Regions from separate parts of the Sus scrofa genome. Here region 2 is linked to region 1. Evidence: chromatin contacts called from public Hi-C data. All regions are on one chromosome and are shown on one strand. The core of a region is the stretch at or near the end of the contact, and the rest is flanking DNA. Distances in the headings are between cores, read along the strand shown. Region 1 holds the start of ARFIP1 (ADP ribosylation factor interacting protein 1). Region 2 holds the start of RPS3A (ribosomal protein S3A).

Region 1 (7,574 bases), core at 2,159-4,658:
TCTTTTTTTTTTTTTTTTTTTTGCTTTTTAGGGCCACACCTGCACAGCATATGGAGGTTCCCAGGCTAGGGTTCCAATCAGAGCTAGAGCTGCTGGCCTGCACCACAGCCACAGCAACGCCAGATCCAAGCCTCATCTGCCACCTACACCACAGCTCACGGCAATGCCTCATCCTTACCCCACTGAGGGAGGCCAGGGATCGAACGCACATCCTCATGGATTTTAGTTGGGTTCGTTAACCACTGAGCCACGAAGGGAACTCCAAGCTAACTAAATATCTCTTAATGAAAAGGAAGCTGTAGATAAAGACTGATGAAATTATTGTGATACTATGAGAATTCCCCTAGAAAAGATCGGAAGGTAGTACCTTCTTTCTTTTTGAGGAAATAATATTGATAAGTAGCATACAGTATACAACATCTAAAGCAAAAAGGTGGCACGTGCACTTAATTCATTCAGAAAGGAAAATTAACATCCTTCAACCTGTTGTCTTCTTTCCTTCCTTGTCAATAAATAAGAGATAAGCTGCCAGGGTTCCCCACAAGCCAAGTGAATAAACAGTACTTGATTTTTCTTTTTTCTCTTTATTATTTAAATTTTTTTTGTCTTTTTAGGGCTGCACCAGCAGCACATGGAAGTTCTCAGGCAAGGGGTCGAATCTGATCTGTAGCTGCCAGCCTTTGCCACAGCCACAGCAATGCCAGATCCAAGCCGCATCTGCGACCTACACCACAGCTCATGGCAATGCCAGATCCATAACCCACAGAGCGAGGCCAGGGATAGAACCTGCATCCTTATGGATATTAGTCGGATTTGCTACTGCTGAGCCACATCTGGAATTCCAGTACCTGATTTTTCTAAAGCTGAATAATAGCCAAAACAGAGCAAAGGTAAATGAATAAATAAGCCCCATGTAGTGAGTATATTATGACAGGAAGTTATTCCATTTTTTTCTTACCCCTCCAAACATAACACTAATAAAAGCAAAACAGTAATCTATATTCTTCCTAAAGAGAATGGGCAGGCAGAATTCCTCAAGCTGTAGGAGAAAGAGAAAAGGGGGGAAGGGAGACAGCAAGAGAGCGAGAGCACGAGAGAGCGAGCGAAAAAATAAAACAAAACCTCATCTCAACAGGGTCAGCTTTAAAATAAAGTTTTTGAGTTAGAATGAAAAAATTTCCCCCGATCCAAAGAATACTGGCTACTGCTTCTTTTTCCCAAAGTAAGTGCCTAGAATTTCACTGTTTTCCATCACCAGCTGAAGTAGCTTGCAGTGTATCCGTTCCAGTCAGCCTACTTTCTAATTTCCCTTGGGGAAGCAGAACTCATAGGACGATTAATCTTGTGTACAGCCTTGCACAGCATAACACCACGTATAAGGACTATTAATGCAAAATACCAGAATTGCAGCAGACCAAAGAGCACCTAAAATGACTGACAGCACCTTCACCAAGCAGAAGTTAGCATTAGTCTCAAGTCCATCAGAAGCTCTATCAAAACCAGCAGCTGCCAAGAAAACTATTCAGCTAAGGACAAATAATCAAAGCAAGTGTCCACCATTCTAATAAAAGAAACACCTCTGAGCCTAAAAGTTTAATAGATTTCTTCAGCGAAGTCAAGAGTCCCCAGTCTCAAGAGACATCTGGCAGGAGTCCTTAGGGCACCAGCCAGATCAAACAGTTAAGCATCATTCAAGTATCACTGTACACAGCTATGAACATCTTCCTAATCACTCCTCTGAAACTCTAAGAAGAACACTTGTACTTGGCTACTAAGTTCCATTCTTAAGTTCCTATTTAACAAGAGCAGAGCAGTACTTATTTTAGATTGGGGTCCTTTCCTTACAATTGAGAAGACTAACCAGATGGCCTGGAAAAGGAATATCCACAGTAAACTGTTAGAACTCTATGCATTACTTTTATATATATTCACTCTTTCTTTTTCTTTTTTTGGTTAAGGACAGAGCCATTTAAGATAAGGACCCTTTAACCACAGATTAATGTTTTAGGATTTCATTATGGTTTTGCAGAGGTGTCCTGGAGAGCTCGGATAATAAATATTGTTATTTACTTTTGAAACATTTGTGGTGTCATGGGTTTTTACTGTTCACAGATATGCGGACGATATCTACAGGGATGTACCATTCACTACGCTGAAACTCTCCCCCTCAATTTGGAGAAGCAGAGTTCTGCCTTTGGGCGCTTAGTCAATAAAAATGGCTTGTTGATTAATGCAGCAAGGCAGGTGAGTAGTACAAGTCTAAAGAGAGGGAGATCCCACAGAGAGTACTGTTACCTTTAGCATTTCTGCAAGTGAAATGGCGGTGAAAACGAGCACCCAAGAGCTGTCAAAGGAAAAGCAGTCCAGAACTTTGAAGGGAGATGTGCGCGGGGTGGATCACGGGTCTGTATTGTGTGTAAATGAGCTTCAGGTTTCTCTGCATACAGCGCTGGGGACAGGGAGAACATCCGAGGTACAGGTTGGAGCCTCCTCTTAGGAAACTACAAAGGGCTCTGAAAGAAAGGTTGTTCAGCGGTTTCTGTAGGCAGGGCAGTAATCTGTTTAAGTAACGGGGCGAGCAAAGCTAGCAGAAACTGGTCACCTGGATGAAGAAAGGGAAGCAGGAAAGCAAAGTATCATGGATCCACTGCCTGCGAGCGAGCAGAGCAGAAATGATCACAAAACAGAACAGGTCGTAAGAACTCAGGGACGCAGGGCAAGGGGTTCTGGTCTTCCTGAAGGGGGTGGGCGTGAGTGACGTGGCCAGAGTGGGTCCTTCCAAGCACTGGGGAAGAAGGAAGAGTCAGGCGCCCGCATCCCCTATACTCCATAAATTCTGCATTCTCTCCCCGCCCCCCCCCAAGGGGCTGGAATAACCTTCTATATGCTCTCCGGCAGCTGAGAAATAAGCTTTGGCTCTCCTAGGAGGGCCAGGCGGTGAGCTACCTTCAACCTCCAACCCTCCCGCCACCGGCTCACCGTCTGTTGCCGGGCGCGGGGCGCGGAGGGGGCGGGGGGGGGCGCGCCTAACGTCCGAGGCTGGGGTGTGTGAGTGAGAAAGAAAGGATGCTGAAGGCTTCTGGACCTCCGACCACTCAAGACCAGCCTACGAGTCTCCCCGCGAGCTTGCAACTCTGGCAAGTGCTTCTTTACCCGCGCTCACACCCCTTGGTGATCCCACCGCAGCTAGAAAATTACCCGGGCAACGGCGCCGGCTGAGTCCCGGATGTGGTTGCTAGGGCCGCAGAGGGAGGGGCGGGGCCCGCCTCCCGGAGGGCGGTGGAGGGGGCCTTGGGGGAGGTGCGCCGGCACCATCGAGACGCGGCTGGGCCGGCCAGATCGAGGGAGAGAGAGGCCGTCCAGAGCCACGGACAACGCTACTTCCGGTCCCCTCACTTCCGGCTCCGCTGCTCTCGGCTCGGGGGTTGCAGGCCGGGTTGGGAGGCCGCGGCTCTGCGTGTCCTCGGCCGTCGGTCAGGGTGAGGCTGTGACAGCTGCACTTGCTCCCCGCCCCCGCGGAGCCGAGGTGCGTGGGGGGGAGGGTAGGAAGGAGGAGGCTCAGGTCGCGTTTCCGCTCACTTGGGGCCAGGGCTGAGGCAACTCTGGAGAGCAGAAGGCAGGGCTGATACTCGACGTGAGAACCGCTGGCTTCTCCGCGGACAGGTGAAGGCGGAGATGGCCGGCGGGGAAGAGGCGGGGGAAGGCGGCTGGGAGGGGTTGACGGGGCGGGACACGTTGCCGCTGGGGCTCTCAGTTCCGGACTTTCACTGGGCACTTCTGTCCTTAGTCCGTGCCATCTGTCTCTGCTCAGGTATTCGGCCTTGGATCTCTGCCCCTTCCTCCCTTCTGTCCCACCTGCGTGTGCCGGGTGAAGAGGTAGGACCGGCCCTCCTGGGGCGGCGCCCTCCCGGTTTTGCACGCATCGAGTGGGAAAAGGGGTGGCAGGATCCAGGAGTGGGTCCACTCGGAGTGGGCCACCGTCAGGTTTGGGGGTCCAGCCTTTACGGTTCTCTGCCTTTCCCCGCATCCCGCACTTCTCTCCTCCGCAGTGGGAGGGAGGGAGACGCGGTAGTCCCTGCGAGAGGCTCTTCGGGCAGTGGTGCAGGGAGGCGCCCCGCCTGTGAAAGGTCCTGAGCCTTGCTCAGCTTACGCGGACCGCCAAGGAATGCTGGAGTTGGGAAGGAAGTTGTGCTGGCGTCTCGTCCGTTCCTCTTTGCCAAGTTACTACTGTTTACGTGTCTAGGAAAAAGGATTTTTTTTGTTTTGTTTTAAAGAACTGTTTCTAGACGCTTTTCCCTTTTACTTATTACTTCCTTTGTTTTTTTCTTATCTCCCTCTCGAACCCTTTGATCTCAAAAAAGTTTGTAGTCTGCACTTCCTGCAGATCCTTTAGCCGCCCCCTTTTAGGATTTCTGTCCCCCTCCCTTCATTTTTTCCTAGATTAAAGCATGTCATTTCTCTAACTCTGTTCTAAAGGGAAAAAATGGAAGAGTTGCAGGACTTCTCGTGAACTTGTGTTTTCACTTGCAAGTGTGGCAGGTGTGTGTTCACATTGCAATTTAATTAGCTTTTTTGGCATGGGAACGTGCGCCGGAATTGGTTACGTTAAATCATTCCTGTGTCAAGTCTGCAGGGATTGGCTATTTTATCGCTGCTGTCTCAGAGTGAATACAACAGATTCTACGTCACTATTGTTTTAAATTCACTTTTCTTTTGTTAGTCCTGTGGGGTTTTTTGGTTTGTTTGTTTTTCCTTTCTTTTCTTTCTTTCTTTCTTTTTTTTTTTTTGCTTTCCTTGCTAACATGGCCAACACTTTCTCCCAACCACTACATCTAACACTCCATTAGCTGAGAAAATATGTCTCATTTTATTTTATTTTCTGGGTTAAAATCTCTGCCTCAGTTACTTTCATCTTTTCAGATTGATAAATTAGTTTGCCTTAATCCTGGGTTGTGCTTTGGGGTTCCATGGTCTAGGGGTCAGTGACTTTCAGGGTGTTTCCTCACCCCTTCACCCCCCCCCAATTATGGTTGAAAAGTTTTGTTTGAGTGCGTTTTCAACCCCGCTGGGGAGAATGTCCATTTTTTTTTATCAAATTCTCAAAAGAGGTATATAACCTTCAGATAGACTAAAAGGCACTCCTTAGGTAGTGTCTTTTTGAAGTTAATGAAACTTTTTTTTTTTTTTTTTTTTTTGTCTTTTGTCTTTTTGTTGTTGTTGTTGTTGTTGCTATTTCTTGGGCCGCTCCCGCGGCATATGGAGGCTCCCAGGCTAGGGGTTGAATCGGAGCTGCAGCCACCAGCCTACGTCAGAGCCACAGCAACGCGGGATCCGAGCCGCGTCTGCAACCTACACCACAGCTCATGGCAACGCCGGATCCTTAACCCACTGAGCAAGGGCAGGGACCGAACCCTCAACCTCATGGTTCCTAGTCCGATTCGTTAACCACTGCGCCACGACGGGAACTCCAGAAGTTAATGTAACTTTTTGTGTGGAGCTATTATTTTTTTAAACTGTACACAGCTAGTTTTGGGCACTGAGGAGAGTAGAATGCAGAGATTCTAGCTTCATACTGATGAAATCTCCAGCTACTTCAAAACTTCGGTGTTTCTAAATTCCTTCCTAGACCTAGAGAAGGAAGTAAGACTACCTACTTATTTAGTTCCTGTTTTGTGGTATTGAGGTTTCTTTATAGGGATAGCTGTGTGTGGCCAGTGTTGTGGCAATCCACTGGATTTAGAAATGGATAAGTTTATTCTTATTTAATACATGTTAAAGATCACCCACCCACTGGGTACAGTTGAGTAAAAAGTTTAAATTTCTGGTGTACTTTGTTTTCCTTTTCTTGTCTTTCATTTGAGGCGTCTGCTTTGGGATTTGGCATGGTTAGGAAGGGCAAATAAGATGTTCCCATGGCGTGGTCCATAAGCCTCTGTTATGTTGCTGCCCATCTTGACATCTCTTTTCCCTCCATATCACCTCTGTATTAAGTATTTATTGGGCATTCTCTTTTGAGAATAAGTTAGTGGCCTTCCAAAGTTTATGTAAGTTTAGAGTGCATATTCGAACTTACTGATTTGATGGTGAAGTGTTTGTTGATTAAGGGTTGATGTTCTAAATGTTTGACACCTGTTTCATAGAATGTTAGAACTTGAAGAGACCTGTGCAGCTCATCATAGTCCTTATTAGAGTAACCAGCTTCTGCTCACGAAATAATTTTCCCTCTATCTAGCAGCCTCACTTTGGGGGGCAGGAAAACATAACTTTAAAAAGAGTCAATTATGCTAAATTAGTTTTCTTTTATAGCAATGAGAAAGACAGAAGATAGATTATATCTGACACCATAACACAAATTAGCATTTGTTCACCTATTGTGTGCCAGGCCTCATGCTAAGTGCTTTACATGTTTATTCATCTAATCCTCACAACAACCTTATGATGTGGCTAAAATTTTCTTTTTTTTTTTTTTAGCTGAAGTAATGGAAACTAAACAATCAACTGAAGCTAAAGTAATGTGCTCAGAATTACACTGGTGGAGCCAGGATTGAGCCTAGGTTATCTGAATCCAGGCTGTGAGCTCTTAAGCACTACCTAGGCTGCTTCTACCACATTTTCTTTACGCCTTTCTTGGCCCGAGGTGGGGATATCTCACCTGATTTTCTGTCAGACATTAGAAGGTCTCTTTCTTTATTAATCTTAAGTACCTAACCAGCTGGTTGAATATCATCCCAAAACATATGACAAAAAGAAATAAGTTTGGAGGAGGCCTTAGCTTTCCCACAAGGTGAATATAAACCTGTAGATATGTGTTCATGTGTGCGTATGAAGTATGAGGGGTGGATGATGCAAAAATAAGGGTTGGCATTGTTAGAGTCTGGGGTCAGAATGATTAATTTAGGATGGAATAAGGAATAAATTCAGGATGGAGGAAGGAGTAAATTTAATCAGGAATTGAAGATTACACGGCTATGGATGAAAAACTAACAATATATCTACGACCGGAAAGAGTAGTTCCACAATATGTGGATGATGATGACTTAGGAACCATGACAGTCTAAAAGTCAGATATCCACCAACATTAGTTCTGGGAAATAGGGAAAAGACTGTAAACCAAAGGAACATAAGAGTAATCTTTAGTCTCTACTCATCTTAGGTAGTCTTGGAAGCTCTTGCGGATTCTCAGCTTTTCTCTACAAGGCAAAAGTATATATTTTCTTTTTCTCTTCCCTTTGTTCTCTTTTTCTTCTTCCCTCCATCCTTTCTTTCCCTCTTTATTCTAAACTTTTAAGATGTCGTAAGATGCTTATAGACAGATATTACTGGAAATTACTGGAAATACTTTGCCATGCTGTCGCCTAAGAGTTTTTATTTTGTTTCTTTTTTTTTTTTTGTATATTTGTGGTGGCAGCTCCTTGATCTTCAGGCTTGATCCTTTTTGATCCTTTGGGGAACTGTGACACACTATCTTTGAATCAGGATCATAAGAATAACAGAGTGGGTGGTGAGGCCTAAATCATCCAGAGGAGGGAGTTGGTTGGCCAACCCGTTTCAGCTAACATGAGGTAGTGTTTTAG
Region 2 (7,574 bases), core at 2,409-4,908, 1.6 Mb before region 1:
TTTAAACTAGTGAATTGGCCCCTATGAAGTAAACTCAGTCAAGGAAACTATAAGTATAGAATTAAAACAGAATTTATTAGACTCAATGTTATATTTGGAAGGACTCACTGATTTCCACTGGTCACTAGTATTCAATAATCTGCTATGAGACAAGAAAAATAAGGTTTATAGAGTTTTTCATAAAGCTAATTTATTTATTTAAAAGGACTGACTTTTTGGGAGTTCCCACTGTGTCAGAGTGGATTAATAATCCAGCTCGATTCTGTGGTGTTGCTGGTTCAATCCCCGGCCCAGCACAGTGAGTTAAGGACCCAGCATTGCAGCAGATTTGGCAAAGGTCACAGCTGTGACTAGGAATTGATCTCTGGGAACTTCCATAGCCTTGGGTGCAGCTGAAAAAGAAAAAGAAAAAAAAAAAAAAGGGACTGTCTTTTTAGAGGATATGTTCTTTATTTTTATTTCGGGAATCAAAGTATAATTTTAAAATGAAATGATGCTAATAGAAAACAGCAGCTTTTTTTTGGTTTTGCTATATAGATTGGTGAGATTTTAAAATTGCGATCATGTTGATTCCCAAAATTATTTTGAAAAGCTAGACTGATCCATTAAGTTCAAAAGATTGGGAACACACCAATGTTGTCTACCATTAGTTACTGATCCAATGAGTATTATTAGGGTCCATTATGTGCTAAGAAATGGACACAAATAAGAAAATGACTGCACTGTGGGCCCCCTTGCTTACAATGAGAAAGGGACACGTTTAATCAATAGTTACTAACAAGTAGTTTTAGGTCTTCTGGGAGCAGGTGTGAGGGAAAGCCTGTTTGCCTAAGGAATCAAACTCTTAGAGAAGAAATGAAGCTGAGGAGTTCCCCTGTGGCACAGCGGGTTAAGTATCCAGCATTGTCACTGCAGTGACCGGGTCACTGCTGTGAGGCAGGGTCAGTCCCTCGCCCAGGAACTTCTGCTGCTATGGGAGCAGCCAAAAGAAAAAAAAAAAGAAAAAAAGAAAAGGAAATGAAGCTGAGCTGTCTTGAAATTGCACAGGTATTTGCCTGCTGGTGAGGGAAAAGGAATGGAGGCAAAAGAAAACTTAGTCCAAGGAATTTTAAATGGTTCTAGATGGCCAGGAGTTGGGGTAACCAATAAAGACTAAGATAATGTGAGGATGAAAGGGGCGGTAACTGAAGATAAAAGGTTTTGGATTCTCAGCTAAGAACTTTTTTTTTTTCTTTTTCAGCCTCCCCTCAGCATATGGAGTTCCTGGGTCAGGGATCAGATCTGAGCTTCAGTTGCCAGCTACACCACAGCTGCAGTAGTGCTGGATCCTTTAACTCACTGTGCCAGACTGGGATTGAACCTGTGTCTGGTTCGACAGAGGTGCCACTGATCCTGTTGCACCACAGCGGGAACTCCAGGACTTTGATATTTTTAGAAAAAGAATTGTGACAAAAAATACATAACATAAAATTTGCCATTTTAACCATTTTTATCTGTACAGCTCAGCAGTGTCAGGTATGTTGATATTGTGTGAAATAAGAACTATGACTTTATCCTATAAGCAACTGAGATGAATGGAATTGAAAGATTTGGGGATAGGATTGGAGACTTAGGAAGATTGTTTTAGAAAGTGAGCATGTAAGGGATGGAGGCTAGAAGGACTGGAAGAGATTAAAGCACTTAAAGGCTTGTGGGAGTGACGTGAGTGGGAGTAGGTTTCTGGCTTGGTCCGGGGTTTTTTTGCCAACGGGAAGTTAGAGAAGGGAACGCAACATACCACTGGCTGAGAACCAAGCCCGTATGAGGCAGCTTTCCAGGGACTGCACCCTTGAAACTCGCAGGCTACACCTAGCCAGGATGTATTTCGTTATCCTCTGCAATTAAAAAAACACCTTGTTTTGAAAAATCAAACTATATGGGAACACTGGAATCATAGTCCCTCAGGGAAACCACAAGAAGAACTCACTCTATTTTTTCATAAAAACTTGTAATCAGTGCATAAGAAACTTAAAGAATGTAACTAGACATCATCATAAAGTGAAGTAAGTCAGAAAGAGGACAAATATTGTATGATAACGCTTATAGGTGAAAACTAAATAAAATATGGTACAAATGATCCTACCTGCAGAATAGACAGCCTCACAGACATAGAGAACAGACCTGTAGATGCCAAGGGGGAGAGGGGAGGGAGCAGGATGGACTGAGAGTTTGGGGTTAGTAGATGCAAACTATTATATTTAGAATGGATGGGCAATGAGGTCTTACTGTACAGCACAGGGAACTTCTGTCCAATCTCCTAGGACAGACCATTATGGAAAATAATATATATTAAAAAAAGAATGTATATATATGTATGACTGAGTCACTTCGCTGTATAGCAGAAATTGGCACAACTCAAAAAAAAAAAAAAAAAATAGAAAAGTACCCAAAGTGAGTTCCTTTTGTGGTTCAGTGCATTAAAAACCGGAATAGTATCAATGAGGAAGTGGGTTCGATCCCTGGCCTTGCTCAGTGGGTTAAGGAGCAGCAAGTTGCTGTGGCAGGCTTCAGTCTAAGTTTCTGATGCAGCCCCATCAGTTGCTGTGGCTGTGGTGTAGGCGATTACACCCCTAGCCTGGGAACTTCCATATGCGCGGCCCTAAAACAAAAAACAAGAACAAAAAAGAAAAGTACGCACAGAAGTGTACAGCTTTAGATTCAAATTCACAAAGCGAACATACTCCACTAACCAGCTTCCATATCAACATACAATATCCAATACCCCCGAAGTTACACTTATTTACCCCTACTAGTTTTACTGCCTCTATTTTGTTTACTTTTTTTGGCCACGCCCGCTGCATGCAAAAGTTCTCAGTCAGGAATTGAACCCACACCACGGCAGCAACCCTGGCCACAGCAGTGACAACGCCAGATCCTCAATCTGCTGTGCCACCAAGTAACTCCTTGCCTCCATTTCATGTCTCATATTATTATTATTTTTATGGCCGCACCCAGTGTCATGTGGAAATTCCCCTGCCAGGGGTGGGATTGCAGCCGAAGCTGTGACCCGAGTCACATAGGTGGGCAACGCCAGACCTTAACCCACTGCGCTGGGCCGTGGGAGTGGGGGTGGGGAGGGAATCGAACCTGCGTCCAGAGATAACGCTGGATCCTTAACCCTCTGCGCCAGAGCAAAACTACTCTGCCTCCACTTTTCTTTTTGGCCTCCACTTTAAATACCAGGAAATCGCAGCACAGACAGGTCAACAGGGCTAAATATTACTGTAACTAGCAAAGGAACCTAGACATGCTATCTACTCCCAAATCCCACGCTCCTGAGAAGACAACAGGCTTGAAGGTGAGACGGTGACTTCGGCTTTGAAAGATGTGGAATGGGCGTCCTCTTCCACGAAAACTCACTTCAGGGCGTCAGGGCCACAGAAACCCCCGTCCACCAACACGAGGCACCTCAGGCCGCCTGCGCCAGGGCCTCAGGAGCGCCCAGCCGGCGACCAGTGGCCTGCTACGCAGCCTCCCCACAGGCGAGGGCGCAGTCGCAGCTACAGTCGGAGACGTGACTCTCCCAGTTCTGAAGGCCGGAAAACGTAAGATCAAAGGTCACGTAAACGGCACGTCCCGCCCCGCACGCCTAAGTTCTCGCGCGAGTGATACTTCCGCCCTTTTGGCTCTCTGTGCAGCACCATGGCGGTTGGCAAGAATAAGCGCCTTACGAAAGGCGGCAAAAAGGGAGCCAAGAAGAAAGTGTAAGTGACAGCTGTCGTGGCACCCCGCTTCTAGGGGCTCTGCTGGAGTCGGCGGGCGGGTTCTGGATCGCGATGTGGGCCGGATGGCGAGGATGTTAGTTGGATTGCGCGGGTCGTGCCGGGTTAGTAAACTCCCGAACTGGAGCGTGGCGGATCTGGGTGTTTTTTTGCGGCGGTCCGGCTGCTTTTCCGCTGGCCCTCTGGACCTCATGCGCACCGCTTTTGAGTCGGGAGTGCCGCTGCGTCTCTGGCCTGGCATGTTCCTTACTGTGGGCTTACGGGTCTCGTAAATTCTACGAGTAATCAGTGCCCCTCCAAAAGCCGGACTTGTCAACGCAACTTTTTGTCCACCCGGGACGCTGCACCCCTCCCTTGCTATGGCCAGGTGGAACCTGGGATCTCGTAAGCTAGCATGAGGCCTTAAAGAGCCTAGGTTACTAGTATGTGTCTTAATGTGCCAATAAGGTTGAAGAGACGTGCAAGTTGTTTGGAGGTAATGCAGTCAGTATAGTGGAAGGACCGATAGGGGTGGAGAGTGTTTGGGGCATAATTTACTTGCCAGAGTGTCACATCTGCTCAGTGAAATAGATATAGTGGGAAGAGCTAGGTTTTTTAAAGTAATTAGAACAAAAACTGAGGGAGGCTTAAAACGAATTACGTTATCTGCGATAAAACCTAAGCATTTTTTTAAATCCAGGGTTGACCCATTTTCTAAGAAAGATTGGTATGATGTGAAAGCACCAGCTATGTTCAATATAAGAAATATTGGGAAAACACTGGTCACAAGAACTCAAGGAACCAGTGAGTATCTCTTTCGTCTGTATTTTTCTTAAATTGAAAAATATGTCGGTCTACTCTTGTTTCTGTGGTGGGATACGGTGAGGGAATGTCAGCTATTGGTGACAACTTTGGCCCCTTTAGGGCTTGTTTTTAATACAACACTTGGAGAAGCGAGGTGGTACTTTTAGAATTAGCAAAAAATGTTCGTATTTTTGAGCTTCTAATGAGCAGTCAGTAAGTCATTGGTGTCCATATGGATTTGGTAAACAAAAGTTAATGTCTTTATTATTAGTTTAAGTTTAATGCATGAAATTTATCTTTCTTGCCTTAATATGTTTTCTAACGTTAACACGATTGTTGTTTTTATAGAAATTGCATCTGATGGCCTCAAGGGTCGTGTGTTTGAAGTGAGCCTTGCTGATCTGCAGAATGATGAAGTTGCATTTAGAAAATTCAAGCTGATTACTGAGGATGTTCAGGGCAAAAACTGCTTGACCAACTTCCACGGCATGGATCTTACCCGTGACAAGATGTGCTCAATGGTCAAAAAATGGCAGGTGAGAACAGAAGTTGAGTGGTCCTGTGGTGTTTGTGACCAAAGATGTTGTGGTTTAAGGTCAGAAAGGTGTTGAGGTTTAGATTTCATTTTAAGTCCTGTTATTGAGTGGATTCTGGGATTGGCACTTGAACTTGATCAACAACAGTGAGGTTGTGTAAATTACCTGTGTAAATTGAATTCATCTCACAGCCCTGGTGCATGGATTAGTAGCTGGTTGAAGAACGTCTAGGTGCAGGTTTGCCGTTTTAGTTTTGCCTGTCTTCAGAGTACCTCTGGACCTCAAAGTCTAGCGAATTTTAGAGAATTTTATTGGGAAAGGGTGGATTGGGCTAGTTTTGTTTGATTACCTGTTTTGCTGTAATGGGTGTGACAGAGTCTCTGGTGTGGGGTTGAAATCTTGGTTCCTTTCTCCAGTTATTCTTTCTGGAAGGTAACTTAAAGCTTGCTAAGCCTTGGTTTTCTTAATCTGTAAAATGTTGGTGAGAGTGTTACCATAAGGTGAGAGTTAATGAGGATAAGTAAAAGATCCATGCAAACATGCTTATACAGAGCTTGACACAGAAAGCACTTGTACCTGTTAGTATTACTACAGGGATTAGTTACATTTGTTCAGATGTGTCCTGTTAACCATCCCCTTTGGGGATATTTTCTATGTGGGAATGAATGATGACAAAATGTTTCGGTCCCATATGATACATTTTGATTCTACCGTTACATTTATTTCTGACATTCCCTTAAGGTTTTATAGTTGCATTCCTGGAAACCATTTAAGGTCTTTTCACTATAGTTGTATTATATTCATTCTTTAAACTGTGGTGTAAGATTTACAAAATACAAAGAAAGCAGTTCATTTTTTCACTATCTCAGATAGTTTTTTCTGAATTTAGACAGTAATAGAAGTATAGATTTTAAAAGTTATATTTTATATGTGTAAATGTTTAATCCTCAGCATGGCTTTAGTTTGGAACATAGAAGAAATTTAAATATATATATATTCTTTTGCAGAGTTAAAGAACTGATTGGGGAAAGAACAGGTTGTTAAAGGCTGGCATGTTTCTGTAAAAGGCATGTGAATGGAAGAGGGTGGGTGCTGTTCACATAGGTGATTATGAGGATAGAAGTTACCCAGAGGGGAGGAGGGAAGACAGCTGAGAGGATATTTATTCAGTTACAAGTGGAGGGTAGATAGTAAGAATTCAGGGTAACTGCACTTGAAGGAGGTTAATTCTGTAAATTAAACTAGTCATTTATCATACTTAATATTGTGAAATGAGTACTTGACCTGCCAGCTTTTTAGAATTGGGGTTTGAGGGCTAAACATTGATAACATGGTGGTGCACTGGGTTAAGGACCTGGTGTTATCACTGCAGTGGCTTGGGTTGCTTCTGTGGCAAGTGTTCAGTCCCTGGCCCCAGAATTTGCATTTGTTGTAGGCAAAGCCAAAAAAAGAAAAAAAGCAAACCCCACAAAATCTGATATATCTGACAGGTTTTTTTTTTTTTTTACTAGACCATGATTGAAGCTCACGTTGATGTCAAGACTACCGATGGTTATTTGCTTCGTCTGTTCTGTGTTGGTTTTACTAAAAAACGCAACAATCAGATTCGGAAGACCTCTTACGCTCAGCACCAACAAGTCCGCCAAATCCGGAAGAAGATGATGGAAATCATGACCCGAGAGGTGCAGACAAATGACTTGAAAGAGGTGGTCAATAAATTGTAAGTGCTTTCCCTCACACAGCACAGCCCTCAGATGAGGGAAGCATATGAGACAAGGTGGAGTCAGACTTTTGTGTAAATTCAGGCTGTGAAACTGTCTAGATGCATCTCTTGAAATGAAAGCATGTTAAGTGTTCAGTAAATGTTATTTGATGGTTTCTTTATCCTTTTTTTGAATGAAGCTCTCGGCAGTGAGACTTGAAGCACAGGACTTGCTTTTACCTTCTTTAGAAAATATTATAAAACCATCACGATCGTTAATGTATGGGAATAAGTGATGACAAAATGTTTCGGTCCCAGATGATGTTCGATGATAATACGTAACATTTTTCTGATGTTCCCATGCAGTTGGCACAGAGAAGTGTCATGGAAAAGGCATAAGGCTTGGACTCAGAAAGCTCAACTGCTAATTTTGCTACTAACTAGTTATGTAATTCGGATCATATAACCTTCACCTGTGAAGGCAGTAGCAGAATGAGGAATATTTTGGATTACGTGAAGTGTGTTTAATTTATCATTACTGGTTTGCAGGATTCCAGACAGCATTGGAAAGGACATAGAAAAGGCTTGCCAGTCTATTTATCCGCTTCATGACGTCTTCGTTAGAAAAGTAAAAATGCTGAAGAAGCCCAAGTTTGAATGTAAGTGAGGAATCACAGGGTTCCTGAAAGAAAACATTGTATAGACATATAGACTGTTTGGTATTTGGGGGTCTTTTGCGTCCAGATAATGGTTTCTTGGTCATGCCTTTGGTATTGAAGATCATGGTTTCAA

Evidence for each region. A called contact is a pair of places that touch in the nucleus more often than the background predicts.
Region 2: a Hi-C map of skeletal muscle shows a contact between it and region 1, with 14 times the contacts expected there. The contact joins the promoter of RPS3A here to the promoter of ARFIP1 in region 1. A contact is called at or near these places in 1 of 5 promoter capture datasets (liver), 5 of 47 Hi-C or Micro-C datasets (heart right ventricle, liver, skeletal muscle and 1 more) and 1 of 2 datasets of contacts at active chromatin or transcription factors (skeletal muscle).

Annotation. Positions count from the first base shown.
Region 1 is chr8:76,266,262-76,273,835 of Sscrofa11.1, reverse strand. ARFIP1 (ADP ribosylation factor interacting protein 1) reads left to right here and starts at 3,408. Exons shown (of 9, transcript NM_001252233.1): 1 at 3,408-3,526.
Region 2 is chr8:77,889,824-77,897,397 of Sscrofa11.1, reverse strand. RPS3A (ribosomal protein S3A) reads left to right here and starts at 3,658. Exons shown (of 6, transcript NM_001137619.1): 1 at 3,658-3,743; 2 at 4,441-4,544; 3 at 4,893-5,080; 4 at 6,592-6,800; 5 at 7,332-7,441. The coding sequence starts at 3,682.